Linked DNA regions of Mus musculus: all the other regions are linked to region 5. Evidence: chromatin contacts called from public HiCAR-type, HiChIP or PLAC-seq and promoter capture Hi-C data. All regions are on one chromosome and are shown on one strand. The core of a region is the stretch at or near the end of the contact, and the rest is flanking DNA. Distances in the headings are between cores, read along the strand shown.

What was found. Promoter capture Hi-C pulls out the DNA fragments that hold promoters and counts their contacts. HiCAR-type assays count read pairs that join an accessible place to other places. HiChIP or PLAC-seq counts read pairs in DNA pulled down with a chosen protein or histone mark. Capture Hi-C pulls out chosen DNA fragments and counts their contacts.
Region 1: an H3K4me3 HiChIP or PLAC-seq map of stem cell-derived neural progenitor cells shows a contact between it and region 5, with 6 times the contacts expected there. The contact joins the enhancer-like site here to the promoter of Rad23b in region 5. A contact is called at or near these places in 7 of 39 promoter capture datasets (the 3T3-L1 cell line, hematopoietic stem and progenitor cells, hippocampal neurons and 3 more) and 11 of 115 datasets of contacts at active chromatin or transcription factors (astrocytes, bone marrow-derived macrophages, cardiomyocytes and 7 more).
Region 2: a promoter capture Hi-C map of liver shows a contact between it and region 5, with 3 times the contacts expected there. The contact joins the promoter of Fktn here to the promoter of Rad23b in region 5. A contact is called at or near these places in 6 of 39 promoter capture datasets (the 3T3-L1 cell line, cranial neural crest, hippocampal neurons and 3 more), 2 of 484 Hi-C or Micro-C datasets (CD4 T cells and CD8 T cells), 6 of 115 datasets of contacts at active chromatin or transcription factors (astrocytes, bone marrow-derived dendritic cells, differentiating embryonic stem cells and 3 more) and 2 of 9 other capture datasets (adipose tissue and liver).
Region 3: a promoter capture Hi-C map of adipose tissue shows a contact between it and region 5, with 6 times the contacts expected there. The contact joins the promoter of Tmem38b here to the promoter of Rad23b in region 5. A contact is called at or near these places in 8 of 39 promoter capture datasets (3T3-L1-derived adipocytes, the C10 cell line, cranial neural crest and 5 more), 3 of 484 Hi-C or Micro-C datasets (CD4 T cells and liver), 16 of 115 datasets of contacts at active chromatin or transcription factors (the 230-238 cell line, DN3 thymocytes, astrocytes and 13 more) and 2 of 9 other capture datasets (adipose tissue and liver).
Region 4: a contact with region 5 is called in a HiCAR-type map of astrocytes, with 5 times the contacts expected there. The contact joins the promoter of Ctnnal1 here to the promoter of Rad23b in region 5. A contact is called at or near these places in 4 of 39 promoter capture datasets (the HPC-7 cell line, HPC-7-derived erythroid cells, embryonic stem cells and 2 more) and 6 of 115 datasets of contacts at active chromatin or transcription factors (acute myeloid leukemia, astrocytes, cardiomyocytes and 1 more).
Region 6: a contact with region 5 is called in a promoter capture Hi-C map of embryonic stem cells, with 4 times the contacts expected there. The contact joins the promoter of Tmem245 here to the promoter of Rad23b in region 5. A contact is called at or near these places in 3 of 39 promoter capture datasets (embryonic stem cells, liver and pre-B cells), 3 of 484 Hi-C or Micro-C datasets (CD4 T cells, CD8 T cells and uterus), 3 of 115 datasets of contacts at active chromatin or transcription factors (pro-B cells, stem cell-derived neural progenitor cells and thymic regulatory T cells) and 2 of 9 other capture datasets (adipose tissue and liver).
Region 7: an H3K27ac HiChIP or PLAC-seq map of bone marrow-derived dendritic cells shows a contact between it and region 5, with 9 times the contacts expected there. The contact joins the promoter of Slc44a1 here to the promoter of Rad23b in region 5. A contact is called at or near these places in 6 of 39 promoter capture datasets (the C10 cell line, embryonic stem cells, hippocampal neurons and 3 more), 1 of 484 Hi-C or Micro-C datasets (CD4 T cells) and 3 of 115 datasets of contacts at active chromatin or transcription factors (bone marrow-derived dendritic cells, embryonic stem cells and large pre-B cells).

What each region holds. Positions count from the first base shown.
Region 1 is chr4:56,828,550-56,831,435 of GRCm38.p6, forward strand. Ctnnal1 (catenin (cadherin associated protein), alpha-like 1) reads right to left here. Exons shown (of 19, transcript NM_018761.3): 9 at 935-1,093. Among named protein-coding and RNA genes, the nearest start is that of Elp1, 28 kb to the left of the region's middle. Within about 2 kb of position 1,297, at least 97 of the 459 cell types and tissues checked have an H3K27ac peak or open chromatin away from gene starts, as enhancers often do. A contact at or near this core is called in astrocytes and stem cell-derived neural progenitor cells, where this site is marked.
Region 2 is chr4:53,712,807-53,715,506 of GRCm38.p6, forward strand. Fktn (fukutin) reads left to right here and starts at 1,348. Exons shown (of 10, transcript NM_139309.5): 1 at 1,348-1,389.
Region 3 is chr4:53,824,662-53,827,407 of GRCm38.p6, forward strand. It overlaps Tmem38b (transmembrane protein 38B), which reads left to right and starts at 1,384. Exons shown (of 6, transcript NM_028053.2): 1 at 1,384-1,559. The coding sequence starts at 1,448.
Region 4 is chr4:56,863,673-56,866,523 of GRCm38.p6, forward strand. It overlaps Ctnnal1 (catenin (cadherin associated protein), alpha-like 1), which reads right to left and starts at 1,539. Exons shown (of 19, transcript NM_018761.3): 1 at 1,305-1,539. The coding sequence starts at 1,442.
Region 5 is chr4:55,348,645-55,351,344 of GRCm38.p6, forward strand. It overlaps Rad23b (RAD23 homolog B, nucleotide excision repair protein), which reads left to right and starts at 1,398. Exons shown (of 10, transcript NM_009011.4): 1 at 1,398-1,783. The coding sequence starts at 1,718.
Region 6 is chr4:56,946,104-56,948,952 of GRCm38.p6, forward strand. Tmem245 (transmembrane protein 245) reads right to left here and starts at 1,326. Exons shown (of 18, transcript NM_001369260.1): 1 at 742-1,326. The coding sequence starts at 1,308.
Region 7 is chr4:53,438,980-53,441,679 of GRCm38.p6, forward strand. It overlaps Slc44a1 (solute carrier family 44, member 1), which reads left to right and starts at 1,437. Exons shown (of 16, transcript NM_001374697.1): 1 at 1,437-1,737. The coding sequence starts at 1,705.

The DNA of each region.
Region 1 (2,886 bases), core at 47-2,546, 1.5 Mb after region 5:
CCTCTTCCTCTTCTTCTTCTTCTTCTTCTTCCTCTTCTTCTTCCTCTTCCTCTTCCTCTTCCTCTTCCTCTTCTTCTTCTTCTTCTTCTTCTTCTTCTTCTTCTTCTTCTTCTTCTCCTTCTTCTCTTCCTTTTTTTTTTAAACTAGCAGATCCATGGTAACATTTTTAATGAGTTAAGATCAGCTGGAATTTGGGGGGTGGGTGGGTAAGGGGGACTTTTGGTATAGCATTGGAAATGTAAATGAGCTAAATACCTAATAAAAAATGGAAAAAAAAAAATCAGCTGGAATTATAATTATACAGCAAGTGCCAGGTGACTCCCTGGGTTGGGGCAGAGTGGGAGAGTTCAGGAAGGGTCAGAGGTCTTCTCATTGTCCTCCTCCCTTCTCCACTCAGCTTTCTGCCTTGGGTAGCTAACTTGGGTTTGCCATAGCTGTGTTTGGACAGAGGAAAGGAAAGAGAAGTTCTTTCCTTTACTGGGTCACCCTGGGCCATCAATGTGCTTAGTTCACAGACTTCCAGGTTCTGCCTCCCCCACCAACTTGCCCTGGCTCTGTAATCACGGGCTCCCCCACAACTGTCTATGCAACACTGAGCCCAGCTCTCTTGCTAAGCACTTGTCACGGCATGCTAGCTTCAGACTCAAACAGAAACAGCGTTACTCCACTGCACCCCAGAGCCCAGTCTGAGAAAACAAAGAAAGGAATACTTAAAAATATATTTTATGGTTCTAGTACATTTTATTGTTTTGTTTTAGAGGCTAAACTATTGTCAGAACAGGGTAGACGTGTGTTATACCTTACAGATTCCAAAGAGAAGAGAAGGCAATACTCAGATGGGCAGTTAGTCAAAAACATGTGCTAATATTCTCTCCATAACTTTGCTATCATATGGTGAACCACAGTTTGTTTAATAAGCAAATCTATTACTCACCTCCACAAGCTGTTCTTTCTGCTCAGAGAGTTTACAGGCATACTCAGCCAAAGCTTCCAAATTTCCTTCTACTCCAGTAACTTTTAATGCTTTTAAAACCACATGATCAGCATGGAATTTTAACAGGTCGGCTGCCAGCTGCATGGCTGTACAATGGAGCTGAAGGAGACAGAAAGGCATCAGAGCAGGAAAGGAGACAAAAAAACGTTCATGACCCAGCAGCCGAGAAGAGCCCCAGTGACTACAGAAGAGAACCCCCACAGCGCTGAGGCGGAGCAGCCCCTGTGGTCACAGGAGAAGGCCTGGGATGCAGGGAAACATGGAACTCCTTCCAGCAGCCGGGTGTGTGGAGGACGAGCCCTGGCCACTCAGTGGAGGAGGAGCCTGGCCTCTGCACTCTGCCAGCCAGGCCTCTCCCACACAGCCTCTCTCCCTGTGGAACATGCTTCTGCTATTGATAAAGATGGTGAGAAGTGGGGCAGAATTAAGAGTTTACTGCTCAAGAGCTGGAGAGATGGCTCAGCTATGCAGAGGGCTGTCTGCTCCTCCAGAGGTTCTGGGTTGGATTCCCAGCAGCCACGTGGCAGCTCACAACCACCTGTAACTGCAGTCCCAGGGGATCTTTCACCATCTTCTGGCCACTTTGAGCACTAAGCATACACTTGGAGTCTAGATATACATGAAGGCCATACAGCCACAGACAGAAAAACTTAAAAATTTTCAATGTTAAATAAAACTTTAGTGTTCAGACTACTACAAGGAATATCTAACAGAGGGCCATATCATCAGCAGGTTTAAGGGGACAGTAATACAGCTCAAGCAAGGCCTAAATTTAATTGCCAGTATTGAATAAATAAAGAAAACAAAAACAAAAGGCAACAGTTGGGGTGAACAGCTCACCAATATGTAAAGGGTCTCAGTCTAATTTACAGCATTTAAGAATATCACTGTGGGGCTGGAGAGATGGCTCAGTGGGTAAGAGCACCTGACTGCTCTTCCGAAGGTTCGGAGTTCAAATCCCAGCAACCACATGGTGGCTCACAACCATCTGTAACGAGATCTGACTCCCTCTTCTGGAGTGTCTGAAGACAGCTACAGTGTACTTACATATAATAAATAAATAAATAAATAAATAAATAAATAAGTAAATAAGTAAATAAGTAAATAAATAAATCTTTTAAAAAAAAAGAATATCACTGTGTGTGTGTGTGTGTGTGTGTGTGTGTGTAAGTTACATGGCAGGTGGTTTGGGATTTGTTCAAAAAAATAAAATAAAAGGGACATTACTTTCAAGAAAACCTGACTATGAATTAAACCTGGTAGAATGAATCAATTTCTTTTCTCATTGAAGTAACCGGATGTCAATTCAAGTGATAGGATAGGACTTTGTATAAAATAAACAGTGGAGCTGTCTGCATTTATCAACCAAGTCAGAATAATCACAGCCAAAAAGGCACTAAACTACTTTCCTGTGTGTCACAGAAGGATTTTAAAGGACCTAATTCAACCAGCCGGGCCTTAGAGAATATCTAACACCACGTCTTTGTGCAACTTGTCCACAGCGGCTGAGTGACTTGCCAAGGTCTTATAGCTCTTAGGAAGGCAGTGAGGACAACTCATTAGCAACAAAAGAGGAAGAAGCCAGAACAAATACCCTGTTCCTGTCCGCGCTGTCCGAGGGCAGCTTTTCCCACCCTTAGATTAAAAGACTACGGCTGACGTGGTAAGGAGACGAAGCCTGTAGGGAAGTCTAGGGTCACCAAGGGTCTCACGCAGCACTCACAGCTGAGCAGCTCAACAGTTAATTAAATCTTAATATGAGGAAATCACACTGTCGGGGAAATCACATCCTTCTGCACTTAACAGGAAACGTAAAGGAAGTCTCAATAGATCTGTCAGTCTCTGGTTAAAATGTGAAACACACCACCCACGTACAGTGCAGAAACAAATAC
Region 2 (2,700 bases), core at 98-2,597, 1.6 Mb before region 5:
AGGAAAATTTAGAAGTAAGTTTCAAAAAAAATTGCTGACAAGTTAAATCTAGGATAACCAAAAGGATTGTCAATTTTCTTTGAAGGGTGCTAAATCCCTTCCTCTAAATCCCAGTCCACTTTATAGAAACAGAAACTTGATAATGTAGATGGCACATTATGACTGTGCTTATATAGGGAAAACAGTGAGATCTAAACTTAAACTTAGCTCAAATCAGAAAACTGGCTAGAAAGCTGGCTAGTCCTCTGCCTCCTGCAAGGTTTATGCAGGATAATATTTACTATGCACTTGAAATCTATTCACTTCTAAAACCCGGGAAGTTTTTTTTTTTCCTCCTTATAATTTCCAGACATAGTTGAGCATAATAAGCATTCCTAATATCTTTTAAAATATCACCTCTTAGTACTCCAATAGGCATCAATTATATTGTGTGCATGTGTGCATGTGTGTGTGCGTGCGTGCATGTGCGTTTGCATGTGTTTAAAGACAAGAGCTCACTCTAGATCCTCTTGCCTTGGCCCCCCAAATACTTGAATTGTAGGCATGTCAGACAATAGAAATTTTTGATACAGCCACATTCCATCACAACTTTTTGAAAAATTCTGTTTTAAGACAAGCATGGCGATGCACACTTGTTATCTCAGCACTTGAGATGTGGAAGATGTGTAGGATCAGTTGAACACCATATTGGCTGAGTAGAATTTAAGGCCAGTCTGAGCTAAATGATATAGAACGGGGTGCGTAGGTAAATTATTTCATTTTTTTCTATACGCCGTTAGTAATTTTCGTAGAAAGAACGTAAAATTACAATAATTTCTTTAGTGCTTTTTAATTTTCAAAAATTCCTATCAAAATCCACATCTGCTCCTTGCCAATAACTCTTTAAATGGCTCTGCTAAAAGCAAAGATGCTAGGTGCCAGGCCCAGAAGCATCTATATTTCTTTCAAGCCCCAAACTGGAAGATCGCATCTTCTAGACCTGGATGTCAAGTAGGCACCTCAACTTCATGAGTACTTGCATCACTACATAGTGCTCTTCCCCATTCTGTCCCCAATAGCAGAATGTAGAGAGAGGAGAAGGGGGAGGAGGGAGGGAGGGAGGGAGGGAGGGAGAAAAAGAATCGTTATCCACCCTAGGTTTGCACTTTCTGCGCTCTGTCTGATGAGCCGTACACTACGGGGGACAGTTCTGTTTTTTCTCTAAACTCCAGGCAGCCTCAGGGCACTGCCGGAGGGACGGCTGATTGCAGATTTCTGATGGCCAAATAGGCCACACTAATAGGAGCGCTCGGAGAACAAAGCAACAGCCAGCGTACGCCGCTGCGCGCTTGACCGCTTCTTTGCGACAGTTGCCGTAAAGCGAGGCCTCCGCCGCAGCTCTAGAGTTAGGTAAGATGAGGGCACCGGGGCCGGGTAGCCGAGCCTGGGCGTGGGCGGGTTCCTTCAGGCACTGTCGCTGGTCTACTGGTATACCCTGAGTAGCGGTCGTCCACCTTTGGGGTACCCTCCCTACGGCGGCGGGGAGGAGTCCGAGGTCGGCCGCAGTCCGTGCACGAGCTTGCTGCCGCCGTCCCCGCTGTCCCGGCGACAGATCGTTCCCACACGCCCATGCTGTCCGTTGATCGTCCTGACCCGCGAGGGTTCGATTTTGGAGGTTCATGGAGACGCTTAAGAGGCCGGGCTGGGACAGTGACGCTTGAGCTGGTTGGCGAGAGCGGACGATGCGGGGAGACCGATCAGGTGTGAGGACCAATGCATGCCAAGGTGGCTCCGCCGGGGAGGAACTGATGCAGCCTGCTGCTGCTCTGAGTGCATCCGACGCCGTGGCATGAACTTACAGGGAAAGGAAGGGGGTTGGCAGGGCAGCCGCCCAGGGAGGGTTCCACCTGAGAAGGACTTTGATGCTGCGCCAAAGCCAAGTTCTGTGTACAGCAAGCAGCCTGCTGCAACTGCTTCGAAGAGAGGTGGTGGTTGGCTTACCAGTCGCTTTCCTCTCTTCTTAGACTCCTCAGTAGTCATTCTTAGTTCGTTTGAAGGAGTGCTCACTATGCTTAATAGTATGATGACGATGGTAATAATAATAAGTAACAATAATAATGATAAGGTGGGCGCGGTTAGCGATGCGAGATAACTGCATGTAGGAACGTTCCTGTCTTCCGTTTACATTATCAGTTGGGGAATATCGGGAAAGATTTGATAAAAATGGGGCCGGGTAGTTAAAAGCTTTAGATAAAAGTCGTCCAGAGAACTGAATTCAGATTTCATCACGATCGCCAATTTCTCAGGTAGTACAAGGCAAGCCGCTTTCTTGTATGTCTCAAGCTTTCTCGGCTATAAAGAATGATATTCCAGTCTTTCTAGTTTGAAGATTTCCATTAAGTAAAAGTCAGCCTGTGAGCCAACCATGGTAACACACACCTGTAATACCAGCACTTTGGAGGCCAAGACAAAAAAAAAAAAAAGCACTAGGAAACAGAGCTGCATAATGATCGACAGACCAGCCTTGGGTAAATGCTCTCAACCAAGCAGTTAGTCACTTGCCTCTTGAGGGAAAGGCTTTACTCACTGTCTTAGTTAGAGCTAATACTACAGTGGTGAAATACCATGACCAAAAGTGACTGGGGAAGAAAGGGTTTGGTTTGCTAAGTTTTAGATTACAGTTTATCATCCAAAGCACTGAGGGCAGCAACCTGGAGCAGG
Region 3 (2,746 bases), core at 134-2,633, 1.5 Mb before region 5:
CTGCAATATCTCTGAGCAGAGCTAATAAAGCCTTGACTGTTTATTTTATTATATTTATAATAAACAAAGTGTGCCAGAAGCTAAAAAGAAATGTTTCCCTGTAAAAAGTGTTTGCTTAGAAAAGCAGATCAAAAAGTATTTAATCAAGGCTATTGTTTCTTGACAAGTTATGAAATGAAGAATGTTGCTACCACTTTCTTACATTTGAAACCTGGTGTTTAGGACAGTGGTGCCTCTGGCAGCCAGTAAAATGCTCGGTACAAAGCACGGGTGTAAATAACATTTGCTAAGTGAGTTAATACCGAGGCTAACCTCAGGAGGAAAAGGCGATTGCCCTTTGCAGCAATATAACAGTCACCTACCTGCTCCCTCAATAGCTTGTGTGTACCCATGCCAAGTAACAACATGATCTGTTGACATGTCAAATAAAAATGTGCCAAATTTACCTTTTTTTTCTTAAAATCCAGTCTCACTTTTTCCCTTTACTTTTAGTTCTTTTTGCAACCAATTTCAGCAGATAGCTCCTTTTCTTGTTTTTCAAAACCTGGCTCCTTTTGCTGTCATTACAGGTGGTGTTTGTATCCACTTTAGTCTGCTTGGCAGTCTTTCTCTATCTGTGGCTTTGTCCTTAAGACCTGCATCTACTACTACTACCTTTTGTCTTGGATTAGTGAATGCATTTCTGATTTCCCTAGTCTCTTCTCATGAATCTTTGGTGCTGGATTGCAACTTCAGAGACCTGCCCATCTTCTTCACCCCAACTACCAATTCAGCACATGCTTTTGATAAACAAGACTGAGGACAATGTAGCGACTGATCAAGAGCTTAAACCACCTGGTTTCACTGCGAAAGACTTTTATTTCTTTTACAACTTCATTTTTCAGGTTGTAGTCTAGCCAAAATAACTTCTAATATTTACAGACTTGCTTTTAATACCGTGTGCATTTCCCTGCAATGGTCTTCTCTAACCATCTGCTTTGGCGTGGCATCCATACTTTTTATGCTTTGTGAAATTCCGTGAGTCCTTAAAATTTTTTTTTCCCTCTGGGAAAATTCAAGTTTCATGGGGATATGGATAAAACATTACCGTTTTATTATCTTTCATATCTTCACTAAGTAATAAATGAGTTACATCGTGGCTGTTCAGAAAAAGAGGAATGGCATCCGTTTACATAGAATCTGACTTTGAGCGTTGCCCGTTGCCCCTTGGGTCAGCTGGCACTGACTGCAACACTGAGAAAATGTCATACCTTTTTTAGGAGAACCAGGGCCAGGGCCCCGCCCCTCGTTCCGGCTCCGGCCCCGCCCCCGTTCCGGACCCCGCCCCCCTAGGCTCCAGGGCGCACGCGCAGGGCTGAAGCTGGCGCGGCCGTCCCCTCCCCCACCCCCTCCGCCGGAGGGGAACCGGCTGCCGCGGCTGCTGGGGCCGGCGGCGTCGGTAGTCGTCATGGAGTACCCGTGGGATGATCTGACTCTGGCCTTTTCCCGCACGTCCATGTTTCCCTTTTTTGATATCGCCCACTACCTGGTGTCGGTGATGGCGCTGAAGCAGCGGCCAGGTGAGTGAAGGGGCCCGACGCGCTCCCGGTTCCGCGTCCTCACTGCGGGAGGCAGGGACGCCGGGATGCCCTGCGGCCCACCCCTCAGTACCGAGCACGGGACTCAGACGTAGGCTGAGGAAGGTCATGTAGACCCCTGAGCGGGACGTCTCAGGTGGGACCTAGCACCTTGCTAGCGTGTTGAACCAGGAGAGGGGGTGGCTTTGCGGTTTCTCAGTCAGCCACTGGAGGCACGGTCCGGGTAACAGTCGCTTGGCATGTAGTTCAGCCCTCTGTGAAACATGTGGGATGGGATGGGATTTTCACAACGTTGAGTTCCATGAACCATGTGACCAAAAAGCAGTGTTTGTACTCCTGTCTTTGACATTGAATGTAGTGGGTTTCCTTTTAAAGTTCCCCATTTTCCCATTATTTTTCTGAGTCTGTCTTTGAGTTCAGGCATTTCTCTGCCTTCCTTGTCCGGGAGGTGAAGGGTGAAAGTTTAAGGGTTGTCTTACCTTTTCTGGACCACTAATTCTTTAAATCCTTGCCTCATACGTTTTTGAGAGTTTTCTGTGTCTAACTCGTGGAGGAACAGGTCATCCTCGTGGGAGACTGTTTCTCTGATTAAAGAGAACTACAGTTTCGTTACTGCTCCATATCTAGAATCCGATAGTATCTTGTATTGACTAAATCAGACGTTTTCAAAGTGTGGCTCACTTCCCAGGTTCTTCCCTGTCACACACTGTAAAGTTCATTATTTTCATAATGTATCTTCAGAGGTTATTTATCCGTTCTTGCCTTTATGAGTGTACAGCGAAGTTTCCCAATGGCCGTGTGACTTAACAGTGTTGTAAGAGATAATGAAACAGCTGATGAGTCCAAGCATTTCTGTTTGAGGCTAGACATTAAGGAGATTTGCCTAATTAGATAGCAATGTGCCTTTTCTCACGAAATACTTTTTTGATTTTGAGAATAGTTATTTTAGTAAAGAACACATTATTTACATTTAATGCATTATTTTAAAATCCATATGTAACTGCTTTAAAAACTGTTAACGTTTCCAAATGCTAAATATAAACACCAACTCTAGGTCCTTCCTTGTTACTGGAGATAGAAGCTACTGAAGTACCCACCCACTGAGTAGAGCCCCAGGCCAAGAAATTTTAAAAATATTTTTAAAGGTATGATCTACATAAATATATTCG
Region 4 (2,851 bases), core at 289-2,788, 1.5 Mb after region 5:
ATTCCTCGCCACTTATGGGGTGTGGTTGTTCTGGTGATGGGGAGTTCGGGGAAGTCTCCAGGGTGGAAGGAGATGTAAGTGCTAGAAAGGAAATGGCGGCTCTTCCATGCATGCATGCATTACTCAGGAAGACAGAAAGCCACAGAGTGCCAGGTATAGTCACCATTGCTCCATTAATCACAGGATGCAGGGAGGAAAATGGGGATATTTACTTCATTAGCATTAGAAGAATTTCAGAAGCATATAAAACTACAATTTTCAAATATTTTTGCGACCAGGCTGGAACAGACAGTATTTAAAAGTCTATGGAATAGTGACAACCTCCCTTTCATTAAACGTGTTTATGTAAGGCATTGGTGGACAGGAGTTGAGGTTGTTGTAAGAAATCATCTTTTAATTTGGAGTCGGATAAGATAATTTAAGATTCTTTCTACCTCTAAAATCTTGGTAATCCTGGCATGAGTCACCAAGGTGTTACAGGCTTAGTATGAGTCACACATCGCCAACGCACAGCCAAAGACAAAATTCCTCCCTTGGTGTTTGGCACAGTACCATAGCTGTAGATGAGGAATTCTAGCCCTCGGGTTATGTATACCTCAGCTCAGAGAGACAAACTTTTTTTTTTTAATTAAGCACATCCTAGCTGATTCTAGACTTCTTTTATAACTCAAAATATAATAATGCACTAATCCCAACTGAGACCTTGCAAAAGGTGTGCATCAATCAGGATTAAGCACTCCTTCCTGTCACTCTACAGAGTTCTAGCAGACAGAGGTGGTGGGCAGGCAAATGACAGGGAGAGACAGGACAGGTGGCCGGAGTGGGTGGGAGTTGGGCGAGCCCACACATGACCAAGGGAACAGGACAAAGGCCTTGGAGAACACGCTGGAGTAAGAGGCAAACTGGAATGCCTTAGTCTGCACCCAGCGCCTGGGTCTGGCCTGCGATGCGGACAGCGACAGCGGCGGCCGACTGAGCAGCGGCCGCCAGCTTGGCTCTGGAAGTCAGAGAACCCCATAGGGGTCCTACTGACCCGCGGCTGGGCCTCACTCGGAGCCACTGGGCCAGGCGGGTCCGGCTGCCTAGGCCGAACAACGCACCTGCTGGGCTCCAGCGCTTCCAGCGCTTCACCGCGAGCCCAGGAGTAGCCGCCCGGCTCTGGGCCCCCACGCGAGTCCCGCCGTGCCGCCGTCTTGCTCGCGCAATGCGGGACAGCGCCGCCTCCCGCCCCGCCAAGCCGGACCGAGGAAAGAGCGCCCGCCGCCATCGCGGGCAGCGCACACGGGGACCAGGGGCCGCGGTACCTGAGAAACCAGGGGCAGAAGAGTCTGTTCCACCGAGCGCGTCCTGATCTCCAGTCCCGAGTCGAAGGTGAAGCCAGCCGCGTTGGAGGAGTGGACAGCTCCCGCACCGCCACCGCCCGGGACTGGAGAAGCGGCCATGGCCCTCCACCGATAGCACAGCGCGCTATCCGCACCTCTGCCTGCCCGCCAACCAGCCTCCGGGTTGCCCGCCGCCTCGCCGCACCGAGGCCCCACCCCTACCCTTGTGCCACTACTTCGGCCCCGCCTCCATGCGACCCTGGGCCCGTATCCCCGCCCCCAGGCCTGTACCACCGCGCGGGCCCCGCCTTCGAGGCCACCCAACTCTAGCTAGTTCTGCCCAGCACCCTAGCCGAGCCCCCTCTACGTCCCGCCCACTGACCCATAGTCTGGCGCGTAGCAGTCCAGGATCATCAGCTCCGCCTCTAGGGTGGCACGCCCCACCAGCTCCGCCCTAATACCTGGGCGGCCCCACCCATCCACTGCCATAGTCCCACCCCGCGGACCCGCCCTCTGGCCGCCCCTGTGCCTCTTTCCTCAAGGGTGAGTTCCAAAGCCTAATTTTATCTAGAGCAGGCCACCCGAGAGCCTCCACAAGTTTATGTGGCCTCTTACCAGAAGACAACTGTCCCCAACAAAGCTTTCCACCAAATCCATTTGCCTCAAAAGTCAATTCTGATTTCCCGTAAATATTTCTACATGTTTTTATGGTGTTGAACCTCTGCCCTGGGACTGAGACATCAATTACACTTGTAACCATCTTTCTTTCAATGGCTTCCGAGGAAAGACAGTCCCATTTCGCCTCCACTTCTATGTTCTGATTGTATCTCTTACAGAGTTGAAACATTTGATAATATATTCACATATCTTGATACTCAGCAAGAAGGCAGTGTATCTTGCAGTTACCTTTAGAATTCACCTTCAAGAGAATCAAAAACAAAAGTTTGGGCTCTGGCTAAATAATACCTTTTAAAAACTTGTAACATTGTTTCTAATATTAGCCAAGAACTAGCAGCATGTTAACTGCTCCTTGAATGAAAAGATGTGTCTGACTGAAGTCACTTAAGGCTAAGAATCCATTCTCTCAGCCCAACCATGAGCTCACACAGAATCCCTGTGGTGAGAAGAGGTGCCAAAGCGCCTTTTCCTCCAGTTTCCAGGAACAAAGCCAAGGAAGGCATTCAGAAGCCTGTGTCTTAAGAAAGATTCTACACTGACCTTAGGAAGGACCCAGCGACTGACTAAGCAGCACAATAAAGCATTTTTGAAGGACCATAGCTGCTAATGAGCACACGTGGGGGCAAAAAGGAATCTGAGACTGGCTTTCTTCATCAAGTTAGGCTGATGGATTCGGCTTGCAGTGTTGGAAGGGAAGCTGAAGGACTCAGTTTCACCTGCCCAAGCAGCATGGGCATCTCCGGTAATGGTATAAAAGAGCTCCTGAATTCAACTCATCCTCCAATTCTTTTTTTCTTGTAAAGTGTGTCTACACGTGGGCATGTGTCCGTGAGGGCAGTGCCTGAAGGACA
Region 5 (2,700 bases), core at 148-2,647:
GGGGGCTTGGTTAGGGAAAGTTCCATGACAAAATTATATCCTAGCTTCTGGAATCATGAAAATCCAAATAGCGATACTGTAATCATTGATGGTGCTGGCTCAGAGATGGGGGATGCTCATAATTGTCCTCACTGTGGTCTGATGGTAACTGCTTTTTCTTCTTTTTAAGTCTAACAGGGGTCACTGCACTATTAAGAGGCAGCATACAGACAAGCACCTAAAGTGTCACTTACTATTGTGGTGCTTATTACCCGACACCTCTGCACTCTGGTCTTATCGCTGTGTAAATAATCATACAGCTACAGCCAAGCACTTAACTTTGTGTTCCTGACTCTAAGACTTACATGCATTATCCCACCCTCTCCAACCACCAATTAGCTGAGTGACATCTCACCCTTACTGCCAAGGAACCAGAAGCACGTCTACCTATTTTTCTAATATTTACCTTGTACCTACAATGTGCTAGGCTTATTCTGTAGGCTTTGGGGCACAACGTGGGCAAAACAAAATGCATGCCTCTGTGTAGCTTCAGCCTGGGGACCAGAAAAAGAAGAGAAGACACACACGCTAAATACACATAGTGTAGAGTACCCAGAAGGTGATGAATGGTTACTGAGACAAGTGGAGCTGGATAATGAGATCCGAATAAGATACTTTAAGTTGGATAGGCAGGATAGAGTTCAAGAAGGCGACATTTGAGCAAAGATTAAAAGGGTCCACGTGCAAAGGAAAGCAGCGCTTGGGGTGAGGCGGGGGGGGGCGGGGGAAGGGGGTGAGGAGAGGCAACCGCCTAATATCTACCACCAACACCTAAACGAAGCAAAACGATAGAGGGAAAGGCGTGACACAACTAGGCCTCCTTCTTAAATCCGCCTTTCTTTAGAGGTGGGAGGTCCCAAGGCTGGTGAGAGAACACAAGACTGGCAAGCAAGCAGTCCATGGCTGAAGTCAGTCTCAGAATCAGGGAAGCAACCGGCATTACACATGCTCGACTGGCGATGTGCGCCCCTCCTGGGCCGGCCCTCGGCAATCCTTGCACTAAGGCTCCGCCCGCTCCACCGCCCTCAAGGTTCCGCGCTCGCTGAGCCGCAGCCACTGAGCCGGGACTCCACGTAGCCGTTCCCCGGCTACGGGTTGCGCAACTCGCGCCGCTGGGCGGAGCCTGGATGTAGGCGGAGCCACTGCAGGACCGCGGAGCGGACCAGGCCTCCGCGAGCGCCTCTGCTTGCGAAGTGCGCCTGCGCACGCCGGTGCCGCGCCGCACGATATTCCAGCCCCACCCATCGCCCCGCCTCCAATTCCCGGGCGGAGTTCCTGTTCACGCCTGCGCACTGCGTCGCCGCACCCTGCGCCTGCTCAGATCGCCCGAGTCTGGCCCCATCCTCCGGGTTTTTTTCTGGTGGGGGAGGGGTCACGTCTCGGCGAGTCACGGTGATGGCGGCCACCATCCTGTGGTGAGGTAGCGGGTTCTCTGCGTCTCTCGGGGAGTCCCTCGCGCCTCCTGCGGGCCCAGTGGCTGGCGCGTGAGGAAGCACCGCGGGTCGAGCTTACCGGGAAAGCCGCGGGAGCGAGCGGCGGCGCGGCCAGGGGAGACGCGGGGCCCGGGGTGAGTGCGACTCCGGGCGAATGTGACAAGCCCCCCCACCCCCACCGCCTTCCTCCCGAGAGCGCGAGGATCGCGGCCACCCCGGGGCGGCCAGGCCCCGGCTTAGGCACCATGCAGGTCACCCTGAAGACCCTTCAGCAGCAGACCTTCAAGATCGACATCGACCCGGAGGAGACGGTATGCGCCGCCGGGTTAGGGGAGCGCGGGCCCGAGTCGGGGCGGCGCGGGAGGGCCCCAGAGGGGCGTCGGGTCACCGCCGGCTTTGTGGCCGACAACGAGGAAGGCCCGGGGGCAGATGGCGTGGAGCAGCACCGGTCCGCGTGGGCGCTGGTGGCCGCGGCCCGGAGCGCGTGGTCGTGGGGACGGAGGGGGAGGGGAGACCTGGCGGCCTGGGCGCTGGAGCCGGGCCTGACGTGCACAGGTGGGGGAGGGAGGGAGACCCAGGCGAAGCCACCACCCTCCGGCGACATGGCTAGGTGCAGAGGTCTAAGGGGCCGGTTACCCAAGACGGTGGGCCTTAAACGCGCCTAGTTTTGTCTGCAGCCGGGAGGGATGGTGGGGGAAAAATGAATTTTTTGGCCTCTCAGAAGGAGCCCTTTTATTTATGTCTTATTTTGGATTAGTTTTTACGATCCTTCCCCTCGCAGCCACTGAACCCACACCCACAGGTGGATTACGTTCTGAGGCCACGTTGGTGGTGAAGAATTTTGCATTAGAAACCTTCAGATCCGGATTTAAATGCGTTCTTTCGGTCGTCTTGGGAACCTGAACGCTCCTCGGACTCCTAGAATAGTAGTATTTGAAGGGAGGGAGAAAAATATAAAAACTTGGTGTTCTACAGTTAAAAAGCCGACTACTACACTTAACGAGTTCACGTGATAAATTCTAATGCAGTGGTCTCCGGTTTTGCCTGTAAAAAGATCTGTGTTAACTTTAATACAACTTTATGTCAGGAATCTAAAAAATGTCATGCGAATAAAATTTTTTCTCACGTGGAATTATGACGCTATGTCAATAGATTACTGCATATTTGTGTGGGGGGGTTTCCTTCTTCTTCTTCTTTTTTTTTTTTTTTGACTGATTGAGTTTGTAAT
Region 6 (2,849 bases), core at 76-2,575, 1.6 Mb after region 5:
AGTACCTGACAATGTCTTCAATCAACTTTAAACAAGAACCAAGAGATGACCTCATGATCCTGGGACCAATTAGCAATCTACCTTTGGCAAGTTTAAACCTGCTCTAGCAAAGAAAGGCAATTACTTTGTAACGTTAATAATCTCAGGGCATATTCACTTTTTCAGTAACAAAGTGAATAAAGGTGAAATAGTATGGGGTGTATACACGCTAGATCTCGCGCTGTCTAGGATCTCGCTATTCCAGCGTTGCATTCTTAGCCCCTGTGGTAGTTTACCAACCAACATTCTTAAGATTCTTAAGCATTAAATAACCACTTCACTTTAACCTTGCCCGATAAATATGTGAACTAACCAGCCTGCGACGTAGTCTGAGTCAGGAATTCGCCTCTAAGATTATCTTTGCGATTCCTTCCAATTCTGAAGTTCCTCGATTGACACCTGGTATCTCTCTCCTTTAACGCAGTCCATTGCTAACGTAGACCGGGTCGCAATGGCCCCCACATAAGTAATACAGTTCTCGAAAGCGCCCAGAGTCACACACAAACTAGGGTGAAAGAACTGAACTCAGCCAAAGGACCTTTTCCCTAGCGGAGGGCGGGTTTCAAATCACACCCGCCTCTCTGGAAGGAAGCGCGCCAAGTCCCTCGGCCGTGGGAAGGCGCTCACTGGAGGACCTTTGGCCGCCTTGTCGCGGCGTCCCGGGTCCCGCCAACCTCGCACGCACTCCCCCATCTCACTCACCCACAGGCTGCTGAAGTAGTCGAGGCCGCGGCAGATGAGCGCGCCCGCGTGCGCCAGCAGCACCTGCACGCCCAGGTAGCTGCCCAGGCAGTAGAGCCCATAGAGCAGCGGGCCGCCCGCTCCCAGCAGCAGCAACAGGCGGCGGCGGCGCAGCGCCTGCTCGCCCAGCGCCTCCACGCCGTAGTCGGCGAAGCAGAGCGGCAGCAGCAGCGCGGCCAGCACGATGGGCGTGTGCGCGCGGTGCAGGCGCCGCAGCCACAGGCGGCCCAGGCGCGTGAGCGAGCTCTTGAACGGGTGCAGGAAAGTGCCGCACAGCACGGCCCAGAGCAGCGGCCGCAGGAAGGCCTCGAGGATGAAGTACACGAGCACCGCGGCGCCGCAGCACAGGCACACGAACAGCACGGCGCCCGTGTTGTAGAAAGCCTGCTTGATGGGCTTATCGAAGCGCAGCGCCAGCGCCGCGGTACGCGGGGTCTCGCCCGGCCCGACCGTGCGCGGGGCCCGGGACTCTGGCCGGGGAGAGCCCCGCGGGCTGGGCGCCTCAGCAGGGCCGCCGCGGTCGGCCATCGCGCCTCTGCCTGGACCGAGGGGCGGGGCTGCGAGCGGGGGAGGAACGCGAGGCGGAGGAGGGCGGTGCAGCGAGGATTTGTGGGTTTTGTAGTTCCCAGCGTGCGGTGGAGCATGCGCCAGAACCTAAGGAAACTACAACTCCCAAGAGGCTGAACGCAAATGCCTCCGCCCTTGGGCCCAATGGTCCCACAGGGACCAGGTAACAAGTTTTGAGGGGGTCCAAGAAAATGGGGTTGGGAGCGGGGGCGGATACTTTAATTGATGTCAACTTTTCCGGAGACAGGATCTCAAAAGAGACTCAGAGATGGAAAACACAAGCTGTATGTCTAAAAACACTGATGCACAGACTTAGTTTAACTGATTTATTTAATAAATACTTATTTTTAATCGTGTGTATGTAACATGTGTGGGTGACCAAAGAAGCCAGAAGTGTCTAATCCCCACAGACAGAGTTACAGGAGGTTGTGAACAGCCTTATTTGGATGCTGGGAATAGACCTCAGGTCCTTTGGAAGAATAATACACACTCTTAAACACGTTTTAAAGTGTTCTCTTATGTATATGACAGGGTTTTAAGTAGCTATTGCCTGGTCTAGGTGCTTGGCTCCTACCAACTCATTTTATCTTTAGAACACCCCTACAGAGATGCTACTAGTCTTGTTTTGTAGAAAACAAGGGGCGCAGAGAAATTAAGTACCTGGCCTCGTACAGCTTCCAAGTAGGTGAAGCAGGTTAACACTGTGGACGCTTATTCTGTAGTTTTTCTGTCTATGCTAACTGAACTGAACAGGGGATCCTGTTAGGAGCCCTTTGATAGTATCTATTGAAAGGCTATGGGTGTAGATCAGTGGTAAACTGTGTGATTGTCCCATTTAATTCAACACGGGTAGATACAAACATGAAGACTGACTTCAGGAAAACGATATTAAAACGGTGTATATATACCGAGCTTCACACATGTCTTCCTAAGCGTGTAAGCCCTTCCACTCTCTCTCTGAGGGCCGCGGAGAAATGCCCTATTTCCTCCCATCCCTGCTAATTTACCTCTGAGCTCCACCTCTTCCTCCAGCTGGGTAGAATACTATTCACACAAGGCAAGCCTTGCCTTCCTCACTTCCTAGATTCCTAATGGATGACACCTGGGTTACAGCAGCAGCTGAAATGTTACAGACTCTGTAATCATGGCTGAATTTCTAGGGAACTTTTCTTATACTCACATGTAAAGTTCCTTAGAGAACCATAATGTGCTGTGACTATTAACCTTTTGTGCCTCATACAGATTTAGGAGCCTCAGTATGGGAGCAATCTAAATACCTCAGAATACCTATAGCAGAATGTTAAACAGCCACTCTTTGCTTTTAGTACCTGGGGGGTCAGGTCAGCAAAGCTCCCCACTGCAATGCTCTCTCTGGCAAGGGATAATGGAAATCAGAGTTCTTACTACAGGGTGCTTGTGGAAAAAGAACAAGCCCTGAGCAGTGCGGGGGTTCTTCCGCCCTAAGGAAAAAGTGTTGGGATCCAAGCCTGCTTCCTATAAAA
Region 7 (2,700 bases), core at 187-2,686, 1.9 Mb before region 5:
GCTTATTCACTGACCTGTCCACTGCCTACCCACATTATTTAATCTTACACTTTGCAGCCATCCCTGCTATCAGGACTTCACAGAGGATCATGAGGTTTGGAGGAACAAGCCATCCAGGAAATGGTAATGCAAAACACCAACTAGGGAATTTTCTGTGTGTGAGTTTGTCTCCATTCCATACCCCTCCCACCCACACCCATTCCCCACCCTCTTGTTTAGATTTCTCCTTTCCTTGCTCCTCTAGTCAACTTCCCCTTTGAGTTTGAGTCACCTTGAAATCTGCCTTTTATGGACAAGTCAGCATTTCTGGGGTCTCACTCTGGTATCTTTGCAAACCTTTTGATCCCAGTCTTTGCAACACCTTGACAATATGAAACAAGACCGGAATGTTTATATGAGTGTTAGATACATGCGCGTTTCGGTGATAGTTAATCATGACCTTGTTTACTCTCGCCATTTTTAAACTGCTCTCGCTTCACTGTATCTGTAATGACTTCCCTAACATTGGAAATTTCTTAAAGGTTGTGCATGTCTAACTTGTTGCTACCCCCAACGCATATTAATACAGGTTTCGTTTTTTTTAATAAGAGAGTAGCAACTTTGCCTTTTATCGCCTGTTTAATCTTAGTGCCATAAATTTCTAGACTGTAATATAGTGAGTGCCTCGGTAAATATTTTAAAGATGAATTGGTGCGTGTGTTTATGTGTGTGCCCGCGCTACCATGTGTAAGAAAGTTTAGTGAAGAACCAACATGGCTTTGACTTGAGGGCCTGGAGTACTACCTTCCCCTCCCATTTCTGGCTCTTTTACTACAATTTCCAGTTGGGTGCTCTCACTGTCGTCGGCCTCCTTCAAGGCTTAGTGTCCACATCAGCAAAATGGGGCCAGGAGCAACAGATGATATTTTTCCACTTCCATCACCCATTCCTTCTCCATGGGAGGTTTTGCAAATACTCTCTCTTCTGGGTAACATAAACAGCCGCCAGAGCCCTAAAAAAAGCTCCGGGTCAGTGACCTCAGAGGCGCTCCCACCCGGGAGAAGGAGCGACCCCCGGTGACCTCCCCGTGCCTCGCGCGTACAGAAGCAAGTCGGCCGCCTTCCCTCTGCGAGCCCGCCGGGTCCACGGGCGCCTCGGCCTCAGACGCCCTCTCGCCGCCCCGAGGCAGAGCTCGGCCTCGGTGCCACCGCGAAATGGGCCCGGCGCCGCGCAGACTCCTGCGCGCGCCCAAGGGCCCGGCCTCGTTCTGGGCTGCCGTCGTCCCCGCCGTCCGCGCCGCGCGGCGCTGCACTGGGGGCGGGGAGTCTGATGGGAGACGCGCGCGGCGCCGAGGAGGAGGCGGCTGCAGCCCGGGAGAGGGAGCGGGAGCGGGACTGGGAGCGGGTGGTGGGAGGCGGGGGCCAGGGGGAGGGGCTGCCGCCGCCGCCCGCCCCTTTCCGCTGGGGAGCAGCTGCAGCAGCAGGAGCGGAGCCGGAGCCGCGCAGCCGCCGCCGCCGCCGCTGCCGCCGCCGGGGGATGTGGCCGGCGCCTGCCCCGGACCGCGCAGCCTCCTGAGTTCTTGCCGCTGTCGCCGTCGCCGCCGTCGCTGCCGAGTCGTGCGGGGCCAGGCCGCGCCCTCCCCGGGCGCCCGCCGGCTCGCATGCCGAGGGGCTCCGGGGCGTAGCTGCGCGCCCGGCGCCGCCTCCGGGCTCCTCCGGCCCCGCCATGGGCTGCTGCAGCTCCGCCTCCGCCGCGCAGGTGAGGGGCTCCCGCCTCCCGGCCGCCCGCCCGGATGCCACCCCGCGCTGTGAGCGCCTGCCGAGCCGTGCCCTTCGCTCCCCTGCCGTGCCCTGCGCCCCTCCGGTCCCCGCCGACCTCGGCGCTTCGTGCCTGGTCCCCCAATGCCCGCTGCGCTCCCTCCCCCGCTTTCGCACCTGAGCAGCCCGTCCCGCCCGTCTGCAGGTAGAGGCGCCCCGGGCGCCCGCTCTGCCCCGGGGAGGCATACGCTTCCCTCTCCTTGGGGCCCGCCAGCCTGCTCTCCACCTCCGCCGAGCCCCCCCGCCACCCACAGACTGTTTTCCGTGTCCCCAGAAGGTGTACCCCAGCTTGGGCTCTTCACCTCTCTTCCACCTTATTCTAGTTTCGGATCCATTTAATAAGCTGCCCATTTCCCCTGGTCTGCGGGCCCCCTTGGCCGGGATCAGGTGCTTCACTGGGTCCCGGTGCCCTTCCAGGGCCCATTTCACAGATCCCACCCGCTCGTTCCCCATCCCATCCCCCCTCTGTGCCTTGACCCTGAGCACCGCGGCCTCTCGGCGCACCGAGGCCCCTGCGGGAGCGGGGGGACTGGGCTGGGAAGGAGATTGGGCACCTGGTGGGTGACGGGAGCGTTACGGAAACTCCCTCTTTGTTGCCAGTGTAACAGGAGGAAGAGGTGCCGAATTTAGTTTTTCTGTGGGCACTGGCTGGATGTTGTCGCTGAGGGCTGAGATGCAGAGATTTCTCTCAGCTGCCACCCTGCCCCCATCCAAATTTCGCTAGCCGCCTTCTCTTTCCGATCAGAGCCTTTAACCTGGGTGGAAATGTTTGGACAACTGTGTAAGGATCAGATGTAATAGAACTTGACTGCTGGCCACTAATAACTGAGAGGACCTGTTTGTAAATTATCTAATTTAGTGGATTAGTGAGTGTATTTACAAATACGATAAAAAGCAATCAGGA